6 separate regions of the Mus musculus genome follow, and all the other regions are linked to region 5. Evidence: chromatin contacts called from public Hi-C, HiChIP or PLAC-seq and promoter capture Hi-C data. All regions are on one chromosome and are shown on one strand. Each heading gives the region's core, a stretch centred on a gene start, on an enhancer-like site or on the middle of the called end of the contact. The rest is flanking DNA. Distances are from core to core; before and after follow the strand shown. Region 1 holds the start of Snx18 (sorting nexin 18). Region 2 overlaps Arl15 (ADP-ribosylation factor-like 15). Region 3 overlaps Parp8 (poly (ADP-ribose) polymerase family, member 8). Region 4 holds the start of Isl1 (ISL1 transcription factor, LIM/homeodomain). Region 5 holds the start of Pelo (pelota mRNA surveillance and ribosome rescue factor). Region 6 holds the start of Arl15 (ADP-ribosylation factor-like 15).

The links. Promoter capture Hi-C pulls out the DNA fragments that hold promoters and counts their contacts. A called contact is a pair of places that touch in the nucleus more often than the background predicts. HiChIP or PLAC-seq counts read pairs in DNA pulled down with a chosen protein or histone mark.
Region 1: a contact with region 5 is called in a promoter capture Hi-C map of pre-B cells, with 5 times the contacts expected there. The contact joins the promoter of Snx18 here to the promoter of Pelo in region 5. A contact is called at or near these places in 5 of 39 promoter capture datasets (embryonic stem cells, hippocampal neurons, liver and 1 more), 1 of 484 Hi-C or Micro-C datasets (pre-B cells) and 1 of 115 datasets of contacts at active chromatin or transcription factors (epiblast stem cells).
Region 2: a contact with region 5 is called in a Hi-C map of CD8 T cells, with 4 times the contacts expected there. The contact joins the enhancer-like site here to the promoter of Pelo in region 5. A contact is called at or near these places in 3 of 39 promoter capture datasets (the 3T3-L1 cell line, embryonic stem cells and pre-B cells), 6 of 484 Hi-C or Micro-C datasets (CD4 T cells, CD8 T cells, Sertoli cells and 3 more), 1 of 115 datasets of contacts at active chromatin or transcription factors (astrocytes) and 2 of 9 other capture datasets (embryonic stem cells and liver).
Region 3: a contact with region 5 is called in a Hi-C map of bone marrow-derived macrophages, with 4 times the contacts expected there. The contact joins the enhancer-like site here to the promoter of Pelo in region 5. A contact is called at or near these places in 2 of 39 promoter capture datasets (pre-B cells and stem cell-derived epiblast-like cells) and 1 of 484 Hi-C or Micro-C datasets (bone marrow-derived macrophages).
Region 4: an H3K4me3 HiChIP or PLAC-seq map of embryonic stem cells shows a contact between it and region 5, with 7 times the contacts expected there. The contact joins the promoter of Isl1 here to the promoter of Pelo in region 5. A contact is called at or near these places in 13 of 39 promoter capture datasets (the 3T3-L1 cell line, cranial neural crest, embryonic stem cells and 7 more), 7 of 484 Hi-C or Micro-C datasets (Sertoli cells, cardiomyocytes, embryonic stem cells and 1 more), 6 of 115 datasets of contacts at active chromatin or transcription factors (astrocytes, embryonic forebrain, embryonic stem cells and 2 more) and 1 of 9 other capture datasets (embryonic stem cells).
Region 6: a Hi-C map of regulatory T cells shows a contact between it and region 5, with 6 times the contacts expected there. The contact joins the promoter of Arl15 here to the promoter of Pelo in region 5. A contact is called at or near these places in 2 of 39 promoter capture datasets (hippocampal neurons and pre-B cells), 6 of 484 Hi-C or Micro-C datasets (CD4 T cells, CD8 T cells, muscle stem cells and 3 more) and 1 of 115 datasets of contacts at active chromatin or transcription factors (astrocytes).

What each region holds. Positions count from the first base shown.
Region 1 is chr13:113,617,028-113,620,104 of GRCm38.p6, reverse strand. Snx18 (sorting nexin 18) reads left to right here and starts at 1,541. Exons shown (of 2, transcript NM_130796.4): 1 at 1,541-3,077. The coding sequence starts at 1,710.
Region 2 is chr13:113,869,033-113,872,015 of GRCm38.p6, reverse strand. All of the region lies in intron 1 of Arl15 (ADP-ribosylation factor-like 15), which reads right to left. Among named protein-coding and RNA genes, the nearest start is that of Arl15, 76 kb to the right of the region's middle. Within about 2 kb of position 1,390, at least 125 of the 459 cell types and tissues checked have an H3K27ac peak or open chromatin away from gene starts, as enhancers often do. A contact at or near this core is called in CD8 T cells, liver and regulatory T cells, where this site is marked.
Region 3 is chr13:116,950,287-116,953,585 of GRCm38.p6, reverse strand. The region is part of intron 3 of Parp8 (poly (ADP-ribose) polymerase family, member 8); the gene reads left to right. Among named protein-coding and RNA genes, the nearest start is that of Parp8, 74 kb to the left of the region's middle. Within about 2 kb of position 2,020, at least 36 of the 459 cell types and tissues checked have an H3K27ac peak or open chromatin away from gene starts, as enhancers often do. A contact at or near this core is called in bone marrow-derived macrophages, where this site is marked.
Region 4 is chr13:116,307,810-116,311,074 of GRCm38.p6, reverse strand. It overlaps Isl1 (ISL1 transcription factor, LIM/homeodomain), which reads left to right and starts at 1,387. Exons shown (of 6, transcript NM_021459.4): 1 at 1,387-1,680; 2 at 2,612-2,801. The coding sequence starts at 1,653. RefSeq lists promoters at 1,210-1,588, 1-1,590.
Region 5 is chr13:115,088,211-115,091,664 of GRCm38.p6, reverse strand. Pelo (pelota mRNA surveillance and ribosome rescue factor) reads left to right here and starts at 1,507. Exons shown (of 2, transcript NM_134058.3): 1 at 1,507-2,471; 2 at 2,704-3,310. The coding sequence starts at 1,746. The coding sequence ends at 3,135. All of the region lies in intron 1 of Itga1 (integrin alpha 1), which reads left to right.
Region 6 is chr13:113,792,914-113,796,414 of GRCm38.p6, reverse strand. Arl15 (ADP-ribosylation factor-like 15) reads right to left here and starts at 1,907. Exons shown (of 5, transcript NM_172595.4): 1 at 1,719-1,907. The coding sequence starts at 1,766.

The DNA.
Region 1 (3,077 bases), core at 292-2,791, 1.5 Mb after region 5:
GTTCAGTTGGTGTTGACTTTATGTTTCCGACTATGGCAAGTTGAATCTCACTGATTGGTCTCCACGACAATCGTCACATTCGGAATTTTGAGCTGAAAGTGCTTGCTGCACTTCAGAAAGAGCTCAGGAGATTGAGTTAAGGCTGTGCAATAGGAGGCCCAGTGCGGGTGCCGAGTGTGGTGTACTTTCGTTAGTGGCTTTGAACAGGATGCTAAGTTAGCTGCCGTGCTTAGGAGAATGGAATCTTCTGGTCTGATTGCTGGATTGCCATAGAAGGGGTCAGAGGGCAGGCGGAAATTCATGACACGTGACTGTAGAACTCCAGTTAGAGGTATCCTCAAAGGATTAGGCTAGACTCAGTAAGCGGAGCGTGAGAAAATAAGCCTTGGGCAAATTACATATTGAAGGAAAAGATTTGAAACAAGGCAACCACGGGATATTGACATACGTCTATTAAACTCTCAGGAAGTGATTTTTGATCTACTTAACATAAATTTATTGAAAAGGAGAGGTTTTGTCAATGACCTAGGAGGAAGTGTAAAGTTGTAAGCCTGTTGCGTACCACACCTATGACAGCTCTAGTTATAACTAGTTCTAGGACCCTTCTTTCTCTCTTAGAAAAGAGGCCAGAGATCGCGTTTCCCCTCATAACAGCCGCAGCCAACAAGTGGACAGTGCTTACCGAGTATATTAGCATTTCACTTCAGTCACCTGTAAGATAAGAAAGCCATTATCACACAATCCACAAACTCTCAGAGATAAGGACAGCGCAAGTGACAGGCTCAAGGTCATACAGCCAGTCAGAGCCAGAACCGAGCCTGGCTCCTGCGCCCTGGGCCCTGAAGCCTGAGCTTTCATTCGCTGCACGTGTGCTAGCACCCAACTCTGCACGTTCACTGGAGACTTCTCAGCTCTCTTTCCCTGCACCACCCTTGCCTCTGGTCAAACAAGGATCTTCCCGAATTCCAGCTTTGTTCCAGGCTCCACTCCTTGTGTACAAGATCAGAGAGTACAGGAAGGAAGGGAACCGCACCTTTAGTGACAAGATGAGGATCTTGTGAGTTACTACACATTAACCCTGGCAAAGACGTACTTATCAGTGCAACAGCTAATCTTCTTTGTGAACGCCTTTATTACAAGCTTGGGTTAAGGTCATTTTAAGAGCATTTACTCTGAGAAGTAACAGCTGGCTATCGTAGATATAAATAATCTATTTAAAAACAACAACAACAAAAACCCCAAAAACAACAAAAAACAAAAAAAGAACAACAACAAAAAAAACCCTACCCCACATTTTCTAACGTACAAATCTAAACAATTTCAGATAATTCACTTCTGAAAGCCTCCCACCCACCACGTGGTCACTCAAGCGCGCGCCTTTTCCGTAGCCGCCACAAGGTGGCAGCGGCGGCCGCAGAGTCGGCGCAGGCACGGCTGCTCGGCCGTCGCTTGCTCTCGTCTGGCACGCGGCTCTCGGCAATGGATTAGCTCTGCTGGGGACGTGGGCGCTCCGGGCCCCGCCCCCGGCCGGCGGCGGCCCCGAGTTGCAGTCGCTGCTGCGAGCCGAGCCGAGCTGCACGGAGGGCGAGAGCGGAGCGGGGAGCGGACCGGTGCGCTGCCCTCCAGGCTTCCCTTCGGCGTTCGGGGGGGGGATCCTGACTGCAGGGGCCCTCGGACCGGCCCGAGCTCGGGGCGCCGGGCTCGGGACCATGGCGCTGCGCGCCCGGGCGCTCTACGACTTTAAGTCCGAGAACCCCGGTGAGATCTCCCTGCGGGAGCACGAGGTGCTGAGCCTGTGCAGCGAGCAGGACATCGAGGGCTGGCTCGAAGGGATCAACAGCCGCGGCGACCGCGGCCTCTTCCCGGCCTCCTACGTGCAGGTGATCCGTGCGCCGGAGCCTGGCCCTCCGGCCGACGGCGGCCCGGGAGCTCCGGCCCGCTACGCCAACGTGCCGCCCGGCGGCTTCGAGCCTCTGCCCGCCGCGCCACCCGCCGCCTTCCCGCCGCTGCTGCAGCCGCAGGCGTCACCCGGTTCCTTCCAGCCGCCGGGCGCCGGCTTTCCCTACGGCGGGGGCGCCCTGCAGCCGTCGCCCCAGCAGCTCTACGGTGGATACCAGGCCAGCCTGGGCAGCGACGATGACTGGGACGACGAGTGGGACGACAGCTCCACGGTGGCCGATGAGCCAGGCGCGCTGGGCAGCGGCGCGTACCCGGACCTCGACGGCTCGTCGTCGGCGGGCGGCGGTGCGGCCGGCCGCTACCGCCTGTCCACCCGCTCGGACCTGTCTCTGGGCTCCCGCGGCGTCTCGGCGCCCCCGGCGCACCAAGCGTCTGGAGCCAAGAGCTCGGCCACGGTGAGCCGCAACCTCAATCGCTTCTCCACCTTCGTCAAGTCGGGCGGGGAGGCCTTCGTGCTGGGAGAGGCGTCAGGCTTCGTGAAGGATGGGGACAAGCTGTGCGTGGTGCTGGGTCCCTACGGCCCCGAGTGGCAGGAGAACCCCTACCCCTTCCAGTGCACCATCGACGACCCCACCAAGCAGACCAAGTTCAAGGGCATGAAGAGCTACATCTCTTACAAGCTGGTGCCCACGCATACCCAGGTGCCCGTGCACAGGCGCTATAAGCACTTCGATTGGCTGTATGCGCGCCTGGCGGAGAAATTCCCAGTCATCTCGGTGCCCCATCTGCCTGAGAAGCAGGCCACCGGGCGCTTCGAAGAGGACTTCATCTCCAAACGCAGGAAGGGTCTGATCTGGTGGATGAACCACATGGCCAGCCACCCGGTGCTGGCGCAGTGCGACGTCTTCCAGCATTTCCTGACCTGCCCCAGCAGCACTGATGAGAAGGCCTGGAAACAGGGTAAGCGGAAGGCTGAGAAGGATGAGATGGTGGGCGCCAACTTCTTCCTCACTCTGAGCACCCCACCTGCCGCCGCCCTGGACCTGCAGGAGGTGGAGAGCAAGATAGATGGCTTCAAATGCTTCACCAAGAAGATGGACGACAGTGCGTTGCAGCTCAACCACACCGCCAACGAGTTTGCGCGCAAGCAGGTGACTGGCTTCAAGAAGGAGTATCAG
Region 2 (2,983 bases), core at 141-2,640, 1.2 Mb after region 5:
TCGTCTGCAGCCTAGAGGGACAGCTCTCTCATTAGACAGCGCTGCCCTGTGAGGAAGAGAGTTCAGACCAGAGAGGAAGGTGGATCTCAAGAGGAAAAAGGGTTGGGGGGGAGGGGGAGGGAGAAAAAGCAGGGATTTACTTCGAGGAGCCAACAAGACAGACAGGCAGAAGACGGACAGGCAGACTAAAACTTAATCAGTTGATGGCTGGACTTATGGATTGGGTCCATCTGCCAAGATTCCAAAGGATTTCACGTGGCTCAAATACGTAAATACAACAAACAGCGAGATGGAAAATAGAAATTGTTATAAATCAGCATCTAGGCTCAGCAAGTTAGAGATTGGATTGTGGAACTCAAGCGGGACCTGGGGACTGAAATTGAAAATTTGGACACCGTCAGTGTGAAAGTGACCGCTGTCACTGCCCCTTGAGAGTGGGAGTGGCGGGACTGGGGTGGGGGCGGGAGCGGACTCTCATTTTTTTTTTTCACTTATAACAAGCTTTTGTCATTTAAACTTTTAATCAGCAGATACATCCTACTTCTTGAGATTTTTTTTTTTAATATATCCATCTTTTTGGAGGAAAGAAAAAATAATGAAACAAAAAGAGCAAGGTTGGAGCAACAGACGTCATCAGGCATTAATTAGTCCTTAGGTACGAACGCGTACTGCATGTGATCAGTTAGTTAGCCAGGCCTGGAAGGAATCACAGTAACTCTGCTCAGAATCCTGGCGTGGCCGTTTTTCTTCAGGGCCCAGGAGCCAGTGGGAAAGGCACGGGCAGGCAATTAAATGGGATTTAAATGTCTCCTCTTTCGCTGATTCCAGGCTGGGGGATTAGGGATGTTCAACTTTCCAAACGACAGAAAGAACATTGGTTCTGTGGGTGTGGAGGCTGAGCGGTCCGGGCTCATCCTCTCTCCAGTCCATCAGGGAAAGAAAGAGACTGTCGGCAAGAGGGTCCCTCCACGCCTGTGCGAGTGACAGGGTGTCTCCCACGAGAAGCAAGGGAGCATGGCTAAGCCAACTACCCTCCCTGCCTCGAGGAGGCTCTGCACTGTCTTCTCTTCATCCTCTGGCCCTCTGAGAGGCTGGCACTACTGTGAGGCTCCTTCACTAAATGACGAAGGAAAGTCTTCCAGGCTGGAAGACTGGCTGGTAGTCACTGCGAAAGAACCATCTATCTGAAAGGTTCTAAGACGGGCATTGCTACATCTCAGGTTAGAGGTGAACTAAAAACCGTAACAGAATCACTAAGTTCTACAAACTAGTCTTGTAAGTAGGAATGTCTCAGGCAGGTCAAGCAACACAGCTCATCTCTCCCGAACAGCCAAAGATGCAGTGGGGCAGCCGCGTTAGGGCACCCGACAGGACAAAGCACGTGACCCCGTGACGGCTGCGCACATCCTAAAGCCACGCAGCCTCAACACTTCCTGTACACTTTCCGGGTGTGAACTCTGTAGTATGCCGATAAACAAGAAAATACACCACAAACACTTCCTCTTAGAAGCTTCCAGCAACCATCTGTTTCGTTTTAATTTTTCCACGTTTGTATCTCTTCCTGTTTCCCTTTGGAATCCACTTTTTTTTCTCTGTGACCCGTGGAAACATCCTGGCTTCTCTCTCCTCTGCATGCTCCCAACAGGGCAAGCCTGGGTAGTTAGCCTGCTTTCCGTAAAAACACACATTTTCCAAACCTAGATTTGAATTATTATTATTATTATTATTATTATTATTATTATTATTAGAAATTAAGTGGGAGTCCCTGGCCATGTCCAGGAACTTTACCACCTGATTAGTGCCCTAACCAAGATAGGCTTTCTGTTGTCTCCTGAAAACTCAAGCTATGGTTCCAACAAAAGGACTGAAGGAAAGTCAAAGGCCCACTAAGAGAGGCATTAAGAAACAGATAATGTTCCCAGAAGAGAAGACAACGAGGCTGAGTTAAAACGATAACCTGAAAAACTTGTCAGAAAGGCAGAAACCACATCCATTTTAGTGACGAGAGTTCAATGTAGCAAGCAAGTTAAAAATGAACTCACGAGCTGGACAAGCAAAATGGAGACAGTCAGAGCCCAGAGATGATCAAAGGAGACTCGGGAGGTTGTGGAGCCTGGGGGAAAGGCGGCTGGCCAGAGGAGAGGTGCTGCCCAGCGGATGTCTGGGAATCCGAAATGAATCGGAAGCCTGTGACTCGCCATCCCTCAGGTGAATTTGTTTCCACTTGGGAAAAGCACGTGGAAGGGTCTGTGAGGGGTCACACCCTCTCCCGTCTGGAGGGACATCTTTGACAGTCTTATAGCATAAAGGCCACTTCTGCCACCTCGGCTGTCAGTGGTCATACCTCAGATGTCAGCACTCATTCCTCCACTAAGCCTTCTCCAAGTGTCTGGAGACGTGAGCCATGAGGTGACAGACTCTGGAACTCAGTCGCTCAAGTGTGGCCTGCCTAGAAAAACCAGACTCAGCGTATAGCAAAAGCCTGTGGGGGTGGCTAATAAGCTGAAGTCATACTAAGAGTGCAAGGTTTTGTTTTTCCTCCCCTGATAACTTGTATTTTCTTCACTACCAGTTCCAGCACACATCCTCTGAGGGGAATTGCACAGTATTTGGCTGACTGCACCCGCCCCCTGGTGGCTACCCCGGGGTAAGGCGATAAGCCAGGAAATCCTGATGGCCCGCACAGCAGAATCTTAGACAACCAGAAAACAGAATTTACTTGATTGGAGAACTAGGAAGAGTTGGTGTAACAAAGTACAATTTCTAAAAGAAAAACTCACACATTGGTAAGTATACTTTCCCAGGCCTTTCTTATTTATCTACTGCAGCCAAGGGGATTTGTTTACATCTCACTAATCTGATTTGTTGTTCTATCCTCTTTGTCTAACTGTGCCCTTTAGGGTGGGCCTAAGCTGTGCTACTAACAAGAACTGGGCTGCTGCCAGGCGTGGTGGTGCACGCCTTTGATCCCAGCACATGGGAA
Region 3 (3,299 bases), core at 771-3,270, 1.9 Mb before region 5:
CTTTTAGGATATATGTATGTCTAGAACCTGGAATACAATAAGTTATACAGAGAAACTAGATCTCATCAGGGAAATAAGCATTATTGTGAGTAGTGGTCTCTGAGGGCTGGCAAGATGGTTCTGTGGTTAAGATTGTATACACACTACTCTTCAATAGTACCCAAGTTCAGTTTTTAGCATCATAGCAGGTGGCCAAAAAAGGCCTGTTACTCTTGGCTACCTTCAGTACCTGCACATACATCACACACATGCACACGCACACACACACACACACACACCACAAAGTAAAAATCTTAAAAACAGTTAAGTCAGTCAATCAACCAATCAATCAATCAATCAATATGGTGTTTCAGGAAGGTTTGAGATGAGGAAAGGTATGTTGAGACAGATTATCACTGTGTGGATCAATTTGGTCAGTGGAATAGAAGCTCTGAATCCCTAAGAAAATTTAGTACCTGAAGGATGAAATAAAGATTCTCAGAGTATATTAGTTATACACTTTCATGTGAACTGTGGAATGTAATTTTTGCATTAAATTTGGTGTTTTTCCCTATGAATATATTTAATAACTATTAATAAAGTATATTTTAAAATGCTCAATAAAGAAACAAAAGATCAAAAAAGCAACAACCAATAAATTACCATCCCATCCTCCAAAGGTTTTCCTTAGTCTCCATTGCAGTAGACATTCATGCAGAGTGTATCTTACATACTGACAGCTTTGACCTTACACCCTCTGTGTATAACAGGACATTGCTTTATATATTATTTTCAACAGGAATGCGGCTGTAACCTGATTCAGAGTAGTTTCACTTAGCTTGTGGCTTTAGCGTTTTTGTTGTGGGTATACTATTATTTAATCAACTCTGTGAGCATTTTTATAATTTTTACTTTTCCAAGCATAGAAGTGGGCCAAGGAGAGGATTCAGCCAGGAAAGATGCTTGCTATCAAGTTGAAGACTTGTGTTCAATCCTTGGAACCCACACAGTAGAAGGAGAGAATCAACTTTCACAAGGTGTTCTCAGACTTACACATCTGTGCACTTACATCTGTGCACTTACCATGCACACACACACACACACACACACACACACAAACACACAAGAAAAGGTTTAAAAAAGAACCAAAGTACTTTAAGTAGTGTCTTCTGTGTTTCCATGGTTGATCTACTCAGTTTTGAACCCGAGTTAATCTGAATAAGGAGTTATTTAGTTTGGATTCTAGATCTGTGTTACAGATGCTGCTTACATGGTTCACATGAGGACGGTAGCTGTAGACAATTACCGAGGTGTGCATTTTCTAGCACACAAATGCATTTGTAGTGCCAAAGAATGCCTCATATCCCTACCAGTTTCTTAACAGCATATGGCCAGATTTCCAGGTGGAAAATACAGAATTTTGTCAATTTTCAAATTAAAGTTTTTTCTTAGATTATTTCTCCTGTGATAATCAGTAATTTTTTTCAGACAGGGAGTGGTGGTGCATTTCTATGATACCAGCACATTGGAAGCCAGGCTATCGAGTAAGGCTGTTCTTCCAAACATCTAAAAATCAAGTGTCATCATCATCATCAACAACAACAACAACAACAGCAATAAAAAAAAAAACCAACCAAAACCCTAGCATAGAAGCAGGCAGGTCTTAATGAGCTCAGGGCCATTCTGGTCTACATCTAGTCTTGCAAGTCTACTTTTAGCATATCGCAAGCAAGCAAGCAAGCAAGCAAGCAAGCAAGCAAGCAAGCAACCAATATTAACCAAAATGAATCAGTAAATATGAGAACCAAGGCCTGGAATATGCATGTCTGCAATTGTGGAACAACAGGATAAAATTAACTTTTCAACATTCTCAAAGGAAATCTTAGATTGGCCGTTCCTTTCTGTCTTTCTGGAGATAGCATCTCACTTTACCCCTTAGCCCAGGCTAGCCCTGAACTCTTGCTCTTCCTAGCTTAGCCTCCTTTATACTGGCATGTGGATTTCACAAGCCCTTATTATTCACATCTCTGAGGTAAGAAAATAAAAGTAGGAATTTCCCCAACCACATTTCACCCCCAGCATCTACATGATTCATCTTATGAGAGCTCACATGTTTTCCCAGGTTTCTTGACTTGTTCCCTTCCTCTTCAGATTGGGAAACTGTAGGGGAGTTTCGAGGCCAGTTTTCTTGGGAGAAACTGAAAGTATGATTTTAAGAGGTTCGGTCATTACTTCTTAATAATTGCTTTTCATTCCCAATTAATTGAAAATTATCTTCAAGCAAATTGAAGGGTAAGGGTATAAGGTAACATTAATTATAAAGTCAACATATCCTTATAGGATGGGAAAGCTCATCCCGGTTGAGCCAATGAAATTCACAATGTTGAACAAGAAGCAAAAACCATCATGAGGAGTTTGTGACTCAAGTGATCAGCAAAAATCAGATGTTTCAAAAGGTTTCACAGTAGCATGTAAAAGCTGTGTCCACAGAACTTAGAAATAGCTTGAAAGAAGTTATATAGGCTCTTTCAGCTATACTTTGGAAAACAGTACCCAAGCAGCAGCAATATCTAAAGGGATCTCCACAACTAGATGTCCCGCACCAGTTAATTCTGTTCCGTGTTGTCCTCCTTTCCTTGGCTCTGAGATCAACAGTGTATTTTCTGCTTCTTACGAAGAGAAGCCTACATGCCAGTGTCCCACTGAGATGCACGTCCAGACTGTTGTCAGAGTCAGAGTATTGTCAGAACTTGCCTCTCCCTTCCTAGAACCACACAGCTTCCTGTCTTGGTTGTTTATGGATTTGAGGCATTGCATAGTCACTTGCTTAAGAATAAATTGTATTCATTAATTGAATGCTCATCAATTAACTTCATGATCAAAATATGTCAGTGTAATTGTACCTTTCGATTTAGTCTTGTGAGAATAAAACATTGTTTCCAAAGCTTAGTGAACAGTAAAAGCATACTTGATTTTAGTAAGATACCCTCCCCGCCTACCTACTGATAACTGATCTAGAGACTGAGAGCTGCAGCTCGCCCCGTCGGGTTGATGTCTTAACCTGATATCAAAGACTGCATTCCAGAAGGAAGCAAGAGTAGTGTTGAGGAGTCTGTGGCTATCTAATACCAGCTCAACACACACAGGTCTGGAAGACTGACTCAGAGAGACAGACATTTGTGGTCCTGCATTTTTTTTCCTTGTAATCTATCTACTTACACTTTTTTTGAAGTTCTTCTGTAAAAGTTCGGAATTGTATCACTTGAAACTCTAAATTGAGGCCCTTGGTATTACGAAGATCATATGCCCCAGTACAGGGG
Region 4 (3,265 bases), core at 138-2,637, 1.2 Mb before region 5:
TCTACGATTCTGTTTGTAGCCTCTCTCTCTCTCTCTCTCTCTCTCTCTCTCTCTCTCTCTCTCTCTCTCTCTCTCTGATCAAAGTCCCTCTAGAAGCTCCGGCAGAAGTGTGGGAATTCTGTGTGTCCCCTAATAACTGCCTCTGAAAGACTGTAGATTTTGGGGAATCAGGAAAGAAATTATTGGCAAAAGTTACCGGTGAGATGCAGCCAACATCTCCTCCAGATGGCTTCCCCAGAGGAAACAAATTAGAAAGCTAACCTCAGGGGAGGGAAGTAGGCGCCCCACTCTTCTTTTGCAACAGACCCTCCCTGCTCACGCCTTCATACTAAAAGATTTAAAAGTCTCTAGAGAATATTGTAAAGTTGCGCTTATAATTACCAAGCCGTTTAAGGGCCCAGTGCACCTTTGCCTTAAAAAAGAGTGGACAACAGATCCATAGACAGACATGGACAACCCCACCCCACCCCCGTAAACTTTAGGGTCCTGCACTCTGACTCTAGATTAGAACACTTTCATGCTAGACTTAAAATTGAACAGGAGACCTCACGGGTCGGGAGGAAAGGAACCAACCTCGGAGTTAATTCGTTTTACCTTTTCGTTTGACCTTTGCGTTTCCAACCCGATTGTCCGCTAGGGAGACAAGCTCCCCTTTCCTCCCACCCCAAGTCTTTGGAGAGCTCAGATTGGGGAGTAACAGGGTCAACACGGTAGCAAGAAAAAGAAAAAAAGAAAGAAAAGAAAGAAAGAAAGAAAAAAAAGAACACAAAAACGAAGTCATAAAAAAACCCATTTCTTTTGGGTCTAACCGTCCTACTCCGGGTTTGTCCCCTAACGCGTAGCGCGCTGCTAGCTCCAGCAGATGCGCCCTTCCCGCAGGCAGCGAAATTGGCCAGCCCTGGGCTGTGCGCGCCAGCACGGGAGTCAGTGAAGGAAAGCGGCCCGTTCCAAGTGCCCCCCTTTTCCTGGAGCCCGGTAGGGACCCGCTTCACAGGAAGGACCTACCCACCAGCTACTCGCCACGGGCGGCAGAAAAGGGAGCCCCGAGCTCAGCGCAGCCCAAGGTCCGCGGGGAGCCCGCGGCGCTGGAACCCCAGGACACGACGCGGCGCGTCCGGGAAGGCGCGGGGAGGGGGTGGTGGACAAGGAGGCGGCGGCCGGGGACCCGGGCCACCCGGCGCCCAAGGAGCGACGTGGCCTCGGGAGGCTTAATCCTCTCCTGCGGGCTCGCCGAGCGGGCAGTGGCGCGCGGAGGCGCCGGGGCTGAAATATGATAATCAGAACAGCTGCGCCGCGCGCCCCGCAGCCAATGGGCGCGGCGCTCGCCTGACGTCCCCGCGCGCTGCGTCAGACCAATGGCGATGGAGCTGAGTTGGAGCTGAGAAGTTTGAGTAAGAGATAAGGAAGAGAGGTGCCCCGAGCCGTGCGAGTCCGCCGCTGCTGCTGCGCCTCCGCTCTGCCAACTCCGCCGGCTTAAATCGGACTCCCAGATCTGCGAGGGCGCGGCGCAGCCGGGCAGCTGTTTCCCCCAGTTTTGGCAACCCCGGGGGCCACTATTTGCCACCTAGCCACAGCACCAGCATCCTCTCTGTGGGCTATTCACCAATTGTCCAACCACCATTTCACTGTGGACATTACTCCCTCTTACAGATATGGGAGACATGGGCGATCCACCAAAAAGTAAGAAGCGGTTTAACCTTGTGGGGCTTGGTGTGCTGTTGTGGTGTGGGGGGGTCTCTCTCAGGCACCGATGACAGGGCTCTTTGGATTTGTAGTCACTGCCTGGAGAGACAGAAGAGAAGGTGGTCCTTTTGTTGTTGTTGTTGCTGCTGCTGTTGTGTGTGTGTGTGTGTGTGTGTGTGTGTGTGTGTGTGTGTGTGTGTGTGTGTGTGTTTTCTTCTTGTCACGCTTGCAGCTTGCATGTTTGGTGTGAATTCCGATCTTTGAGAAACTGATCATACCTTGTGTTTGAATGCTCTGTGCCCTCCCAAACTCTAGCCGCCTGCCCGGTGCTTAGCGGTGATTTCCTCCTCCGGATTCCGGAGCTCTTGGAGAAGTTATTATGTAGCAAAGGTCTGCCTGCACAAACCACACCGGCAGATATGAATTAGCATTAGACTTGCAAAAGAGAGCGAGTGACAACTGTATTGATGTCTACTCTTCTAACAATATCCATTCCCGCGTGCTATTGAAGAACGTGCTTCACGGAAAATATAGACATCCCAGCGTTGCTTTAACGCTTCTAGTCAAAACCTTTTCTTTGACATGACTTATCCATAATCTTGCCTAATGATTATAGCAAAGAGGGAGGAGGGAGAAAACACAAAATGAGCGGGTTTGATTGCGTGCTAAGCTTACAATGTAGACTATTCAAATCTGCGTTTTACATATATTCCACCTCCCTTTTTAAAAAAGCGAGTCAAGGTTTTGATGGCACACTCCAATTACCATCCCAAAGTGCAATACTCTTTAAGGGAAGAACAAGAAAAAAAAAAAAAGGGAAAGAAAAAAATTCTTCCAGAATACACCCTATAAGAGAACGACACTAAAAGTGTGTTTATCTCTGTAGGAAGTAAACGGTTAGTCAATCATGCATTTATTTTCATTTCAGAAAAACGTCTGATTTCCCTGTGTGTTGGTTGCGGCAATCAAATTCACGACCAGTATATTCTGAGGGTTTCTCCGGATTTGGAGTGGCATGCAGCATGTTTGAAATGTGCGGAGTGTAATCAGTATTTGGACGAAAGCTGTACGTGCTTTGTTAGGGATGGGAAAACCTACTGTAAAAGAGATTATATCAGGTATGCCATTTTTACAGGGTTATTTTCTGAGATTTCTTGGCTCTCCTTGTTTATTATTTGATGTGCCTTTGTTTTGTTTTGTTGTTTTTAGAGGGAGGGAGAACGTTTACTTTAGAGTGCCCAGTGTACAAGAAATGTTTTTAAAATTAAACTGTTGTTCATTTCATATCTTTGGGGGGTGGGGTGTCGCTGTGTTTCATAAATTTTTGTTGATAAGGTTTGTTAATGACTCTTTGAATTTTTCATACAAAAGATTATTTCCCTCTTTAAACTTCCCTAAGGACAACAACAAAATTAAGGCAAATAAGTTTAGGGTTTCAAACTTTAAAAATTCTATTTTCACTGTATAGTTTATCATCTTATTTATTTTTCTCCTGTTTTATCAATGACTTACATTATTTTGGGGGCTCCAAATAAACAGACAAAAGTTTCACCAAAGGATTTTTGAAGAACAAGTACAAACA
Region 5 (3,454 bases), core at 258-2,757:
TAATCCGGCCTGGCTCTGAATGCCAGTTACATGATTTTGAGAACATTTGTTAACTTCCTCCTAACTTCGTTTTATTTATTTATTTATTTATTTATTTATTGTTTCAAATTAGGGTAGCATTTTCCTTATAAGAGTGAGAAAGTGCTTGAGAAATTTTCAAAAGTTGACAGTATTTCAGGGAAAACCTTTCATTCATTAAGAGTCCAGGAAGGTCTACTTTCTTGCTTTAGTGAGACCCGTGCCTGGTTCGGTGAAAGGCTTTAGAGGAACAAAGCAATGTGAGTTAGAGGCTCTGTGATAAGAAGATGGTAAATTAGATGGGAGGGGGGTGCGGAGTGGGGGGAGAGAGGATACAAAGCAAGTTAAGGTGCAAATTTATACTGGAGTCTTGGACAACCACCACCACCCCCGCAACACACACCAACCTCTAAGAAAGATGGCTGACATCAGTTAACACGATTAACCCTCCCTTTAACCTCCTCTCCTCAATTAAGGCTCTGCTTTAAAATCCTTACACAAAACGCAGTGAGCGAGCCTAAGTGGTCAGGATTTCTCTGCTCCCCCCACTGTCTTCATTCAGAAAGAGACTTCTCTGTATTTCCATCGCCACTGTACCAAAGGGGATGGGAGAAACGGAATGGATTTTTGTTTATTTGTTTTTCTTTTTCTTTTCTTTTCCTTTACAACCAACTCTTTGGCTCTTCTTTTGGGGTGGTCATATTAGATTAGCTTATCTTTACTTCCCATATCCTCAACTTTTGGCTAGTCAGTGGCAGGGAAGATCGAGCGCTAATCTACTGCAGTCCGGCTCCCACACTGAACGCCTCAGAGACTACTGCGCTGAGTCGGCCAACTTTGGATTCTGGGATTCCCAGGACATCAATCAGGTCAAGCTACATAGAGGTCCACCAGGGGTACATTCCACGCATTCCACTGCTCTCTCTGGGCTCTGTCCTTTAACATCTGGGTTAACTGGATCGTGCAAACAGGGTAACAGGCGCAGAAAACAGCTGGACACGTTGCTGAGCCCAGACTGTACGTGACTAGTTCTTAGAAACCGCTTCTGGATCTCTCTGAGCCAACAAGCTCGTCGGTCTGAGTGCTGGTAGGGAAAGAGCGAGCAAAGCCAGGCAGAGTTTGAACTTCGCCGGGGATGGGGGGGGCAAGTCTGAACTTTTGAGGGCGCTTTTCACTTTTATATAAGTTCTGAAGCTGGCTTCACGCTAAGGTGCAGAATGATAAATCCAGCTTAAATACATATGTTTGCATTCACGTACTTGGCATGTGCTCGCACACAGGGATGTGCCGGGAAAAGCTTAGCTTTTCAGAGCGCTGACCGCCTCCTTTGACGTTTATCTAGGGCGAGCCTTTCCTTTTACTGCGCCTGCGTGCGCGCGCCGCCGACAGGCCCCGCCTCTCTGGTAGGGACCCACAACAGACTTGCGCCGGGAGGCGGGCTGCGCCTGCGCGATCGCCGCGTCAGCCGGTTTCGCGGGGCCGGCGACTGGAAGTCCCGAGAGTTGACTCGTGCTGAGCGTGAGGTTTGCCGCGCCGCGCGTGGGCCAGCGCGCGGAGACTTGAGAAAAAGCGTGGGGTAAAAGTGCTGTCCCGAGCTGCAAGAGTTAGAGGTAGTGTTTCCTTCCGGGCCTGAGCCCGCCGCCCCTTCCCTGCCCCGGCCCCCCCTCCTGGGGACACCCCCCCCCCCCCTAGCGTCCCCTGTTCTGAACTGAGCCCCTGCTGAGGTCATGAAGCTCGTGAGGAAGGATATCGAGAAGGACAATGCGGGCCAGGTCACCCTCGTCCCCGAGGAGCCCGAGGACATGTGGCACACCTTCAATTTAGTGCAGGTGGGCGACAGCCTGCGCGCCTCCACCATCCGCAAGGTCCAGACCGAGTCCTCCACAGGCAGCGTGGGGAGCAACCGTGTCCGCACCACCCTCACCCTTTGCGTGGAGGCCATCGACTTCGACTCCCAGGCCTGCCAGCTGCGGGTGAAGGGGACCAATATCCAAGAGAATGAGTATGTCAAGATGGGGGCTTACCACACCATCGAACTGGAGCCCAACCGCCAGTTCACCCTGGCCAAGAAACAGTGGGACAGTGTGGTTCTGGAACGCATCGAGCAGGCTTGCGACCCGGCGTGGAGCGCTGATGTGGCAGCTGTGGTCATGCAGGAGGGCCTGGCCCACGTCTGCTTAGTCACGCCCAGCATGACCCTTACCCGGGCCAAGGTGGAGGTGAACATCCCCAGGAAACGGAAAGGCAACTGCTCCCAGCATGACCGGGCCCTGGAGCGGTTCTATGAACAGGTGGTCCAGGCCATCCAGCGCCACATAAACTTCGAGGTTGTAAAGTGCGTTCTGGTGGCCAGCCCTGGATTCGTGCGAGAGCAGTTCTGCGATTACATGTTTCAGCAAGCTGTGAAGACGGACAATAAAGTGCTCCTGGAAAACCGCTCCAAATTCCTTCAGGTAAAAATCTTACCCAGAGAGAGTTTCCTAATGTTTTAGAATGGGGAGGAGCCGAAGGCTTGGCTGGGACTATAAATGAGATTGTAACTGAACCCTGCAGTATCTAGCACTTTAAAAAGTTGTCCAAGTCCTTAAACAGGTTAGGCCTTATTCATGTGTTTGTCAAATGTCATCGTGGGCTGATTAATGGATACTTTCAGAGATTCTTTGTCTTTTATAATTGTGATTCTAGGTGCACGCCTCCTCTGGACACAAGTACTCCCTGAAAGAGGCCCTCTGCGACCCTACTGTAGCGAGCCGCCTTTCAGACACAAAGGCAGCGGGCGAAGTAAAAGCCTTGGATGACTTCTACAAAATGTTACAGCACGAGCCCGACCGAGCGTTCTATGGACTCAAGCAGGTGGAGAGGGCCAACGAAGCCTTGGCCATAGACACTTTGCTCATCAGTGACGAGCTCTTCCGGCATCAGGATGTGGCCACCCGGAGCCGGTATGTCAGGCTAGTGGACAGTGTGAAGGAGAATGCGGGCACCGTAAGGATATTCTCTAGTCTCCATGTGTCGGGGGAACAGCTGGGCCAGCTGACGGGAGTAGCCGCCATTCTCCGCTTCCCAGTGCCAGAACTTTCTGACCAAGAGGATGATTCAAGTTCTGAAGAGGATTAAGACTGGCAGTTAATAGTTTCTTCCCTGGTTTTCTCAGCATCCTTGGCAGGTGCCAGAGCAGCACTTGTTGATCCTGCTGGGGTTTCTTGTGTGTTGGGTTCACATTAAGTGTTTTATGATTTGGTGGGCAGGACATGTATTCAAATTAAATAAATCACGACGATGTCCAAGCTTATGTTTTCTAGTTCGAGTTACTGTTTTTTAAATACCTGGAAACAGCAACTTGTGTAGTTAAGAGAAAAAAAAAAAAAAAGAAAGGCTGTTTGAGGGTTTGATGATGAAACCCCACATACCAACTTTTCTTGGTTTTCCTCCTAAA
Region 6 (3,501 bases), core at 658-3,157, 1.3 Mb after region 5:
ATTTTATACGAAAGCCAAAAAAAGGTGTTAGGGAAACAGGTAAAACAGATGGGCCAAGTCAAAGTGAAACCCAGGGCCCAGTGACAATGACCTAAACTCCCAGGGTAACCTTATACCTACAAATATTCATCCATCTACTCTGAACCCATGTCTACATGGCAGGTGACCTGAGCAATCTGCAATGCTGTTTTCCCTCAGGTCTTTTAGTGGGCCTGCTACCTCAAAGACAGCTATGTGCTGAAGTACTACAACAGTCTCAGCAGATCATGAGAATCCACCCCACCCCACCCCCCACCCCCCGCCCCGAATACCTCTCCGAATCACTAAGTATCCAAAATTAGCAGTACAGGTAAGATGCCCTATACTTTCTTCTTATTTGGTAATTTTTTTTTCTCAGCAAACTGGCGTTTTGTGGGGCAGATTACAAGACATAGCCATAGCATGATATGGGTAAACTACAAATCAACCAACCATTTAACTTTCAAAATAGCCTCCTGGACATATTTGAGAATCATCAACCTACAAGGACGCTTAAAGAATGTTCACAGATAGCCCACCTAACCTGGCGCAGCGATAACACCCCTTTATGACAAAGATAGAAGTCACTGCCATGAATACATAGACAGCAAAACCAAAATTCAACTGAGACTCTGACTTCGGCTCTGTTCTCAAGGTCGCGCACTAACTGGTCTCCATCCTTGCCAGTTTCTACACACCTGAATAAACCCTCATACACTGGTAACGTTACAACGCAGCCCTCTCTTTCTTGGTCTGGAAAGTATTCGGTCTTTCTCCGTACAGCCTTAAGTGTAATTCCTAGAAGGCACTGACAAATCTCTGCTAGGCCAATCTGCAGTGGAAAAACCATGTGTCCTACAGGATGACAGAAGGGCCAACACTTCTAACCCTCTACTTCAGCACTGCATGGCAACAGCCGTTCGTTCTGACACCATCCACGCAGAAAATGGGCAGGATCGAACACGGTTCATGTCAAAAAGGATCTGCTTGACCACAAACAGGCAGCTCTGTGGAAATACAATTTCTGGAACGAAAACACGAGGCTTGCACAATTCTAGAAACACGTCTAAGTGTTCCGTTCCAGCGCTGTGCTAAAAAAACTTTTCCTACCTAAACTTCCCAGCACGGGGCTGATCTCAAACCGATTGCCAAACCATGCACACCATGCACAAAAGCGGCGTGCACCACAACCACAGCCGCGGGGCAATGCCTGTCCCTGCCCAATCCTGCTCAGGCCGGGTTGCAATGTGGTTTAGTCCAGTCTACTTTCTGGTAATGTGTTTTTAAAATCCCGCCACGACCCAGGTCATTCCTTTAGAGATCTAATAACGACCAAATGACCGGACCTGCCAGGCACTTAGCGAGCCATTCTGCTTATGGCTCTTTAATAGCTCTTGGAGTTCTGCTAAGAGGAGAGCGGAAAACTCCAGCTTCCCCGGAAAGAAAGTCCTGCGCCGGGAGCGCGGAGAGGCGCGCGGAGCGTGGCCCCATCTCCCGCAGTCCCGCCGGTCCCCTCCGCGCCTTTACCTGTCAGCCCGTCCTCTCCCCCCGCCGCCGCCCCTCAGAGCCAGCCCCGGGAGAAAGCAACCCAAGGCATCCCATCCCAAAGAAAGAAAGCCGAGAGGCTGCTGCTCCAGGCAGGGGGCCATGGGCCACCGCGAGATCCGAGAGGCGACATGCCGCCGGCGCCCCGCACCTACCAGATAATCCATGTACAGAAACGCCTCAGTTATCCGGAGATCAGACATCCGGCAGCCTAAAGCATCCGGAATGGCTCCGAACCCGGAAAAAAAAAAAAAGCAGCAGCGTCTCGGGCTGCCAGCGAGCAGCTCCTGAAAAAGCCAGCAACAGCGAAGATCGCCGAGAGCAGCCGAGGAGCCGAAGATTACACCAGGGAAGCGACGATTGGCTGGGAGGGCGGGCCGAGGAAAAGGAGCGCGCTCATTGGCCGGAGTGTCTATAAAAGGCAGTCCCCCCGGTGGAGGGCAGCAGAGAAGCGCGGGACCCGGGACGGTGCTGGTTCCTGTTTGCTGGGGGAGGGGCGGGCGGAAACGCGCTGCGGCCCCGGGAGGCCGACTCTCAGCCTCTAGTCCGCTCGAGACCCGGCAAGCAGCCTGCCTGAGATTGAAGAGCAGCGGCGGCGGCGTCCCCGCCCACCCCTCCTTAAGAAAGCAGCCCAGGGCGGTGGGAGGCAGTTGCCCCGAGCGCCTTCCTGTGGCCTTGAAACGCCCTGGACCTGCGGATTAGAAGGGCAGACACCTTAAAGAAGGCAAACTGTGCAGTACTGGGGACTGCATTGACCCTCCAGGGTGTGGGTGTCTGCTACGGCGGACAACTTGAACTTGACCTTCCTGCGGCTCAGCACCAGTGCAGTCCAGACTAGGAACCTAGAGACTCACAAGTAAATTGATCACCCCAAACATTGAAGGAGACAGGCATCTGATCTTTGCATGCTTAATCCAATGTACCTGAATAGAATGAGCGGTGGGATTGTGAAAGTCCTCTAAAGGACCCAAGTAATACTGTTTGTGAACCTTATCTTAGGAAAAACAGAGCCGGTGCACTTGAGACTTGTGCGTTTCCTAAATTAAAAAAAAAAAAAAGAAAAAAAGAAAAAAAAAAGCAAGCCGGGCGGTGGTGGCGCACGCCTTTAATCCCAGCACTTGGGAGGCAGAGGCAGGTGGATTTCTGAGTTCGAGGCCAGCCTGGTCTACAGAACGAATTCCAGGACAGCCAGGGCTACACAGAGAAATCCAGAGAAACCCTGTCTCAAAAAAACAAACAAACAAACTTGGGGCCCGGGCAGTGGTGGTGCACGCCTTTGATCCCAGCACTTGGGAGGCAGAGAGGCAGGCGGATTTCTGAGTTCGAGGCCAGCCTGGTCTACAGAGTGAGTTCCAGGACAGCCAGAGAAATACAGAGAAACCCTGTCTCGAAAAACCAAAAAATAAAAAATAGAAAAATTTTAAAATTTTTTTAAAAAAGAATTACTTGGAATTGAGTGAAAATGGGAGTCAAGCGAGATAAAGACAACGGTCAGTTCTGGATTTTTTTTCTTTCACCTCCAAGATTCAGGCTAGAAAGGACAGTCAAGGCAAAGGTGAGACAAGATAAGCATGCCATTTGGAGTTGGGTATGGAGAGGAGTAAAATATAGAATGGCAAGAAAATAAAAATCAAAATTGAATCTACTGGCTTAGTGCAACTGAGACTTACTAACCCTGGAGTAAAACAAAACAAAACAGAACAACTCCTTTTAAGAAGTTATTACTTAAACACATATATCTTGAAAATTATATCAATAAAGGCCAGCTCTGTCTGTACACGTGTATTCAAAAATGAATATTAAAAGGGTGCCATATCTTTTGTACCAGTAATTCCATTTCTAGAAATTCTTAGGATAAGAGCTGTGGACAGTGTTCTAAGTGAACATTTCCTGCAATGATTATAGTAGAATTTTGTCGGCCTGGTGGTACCTTTAATC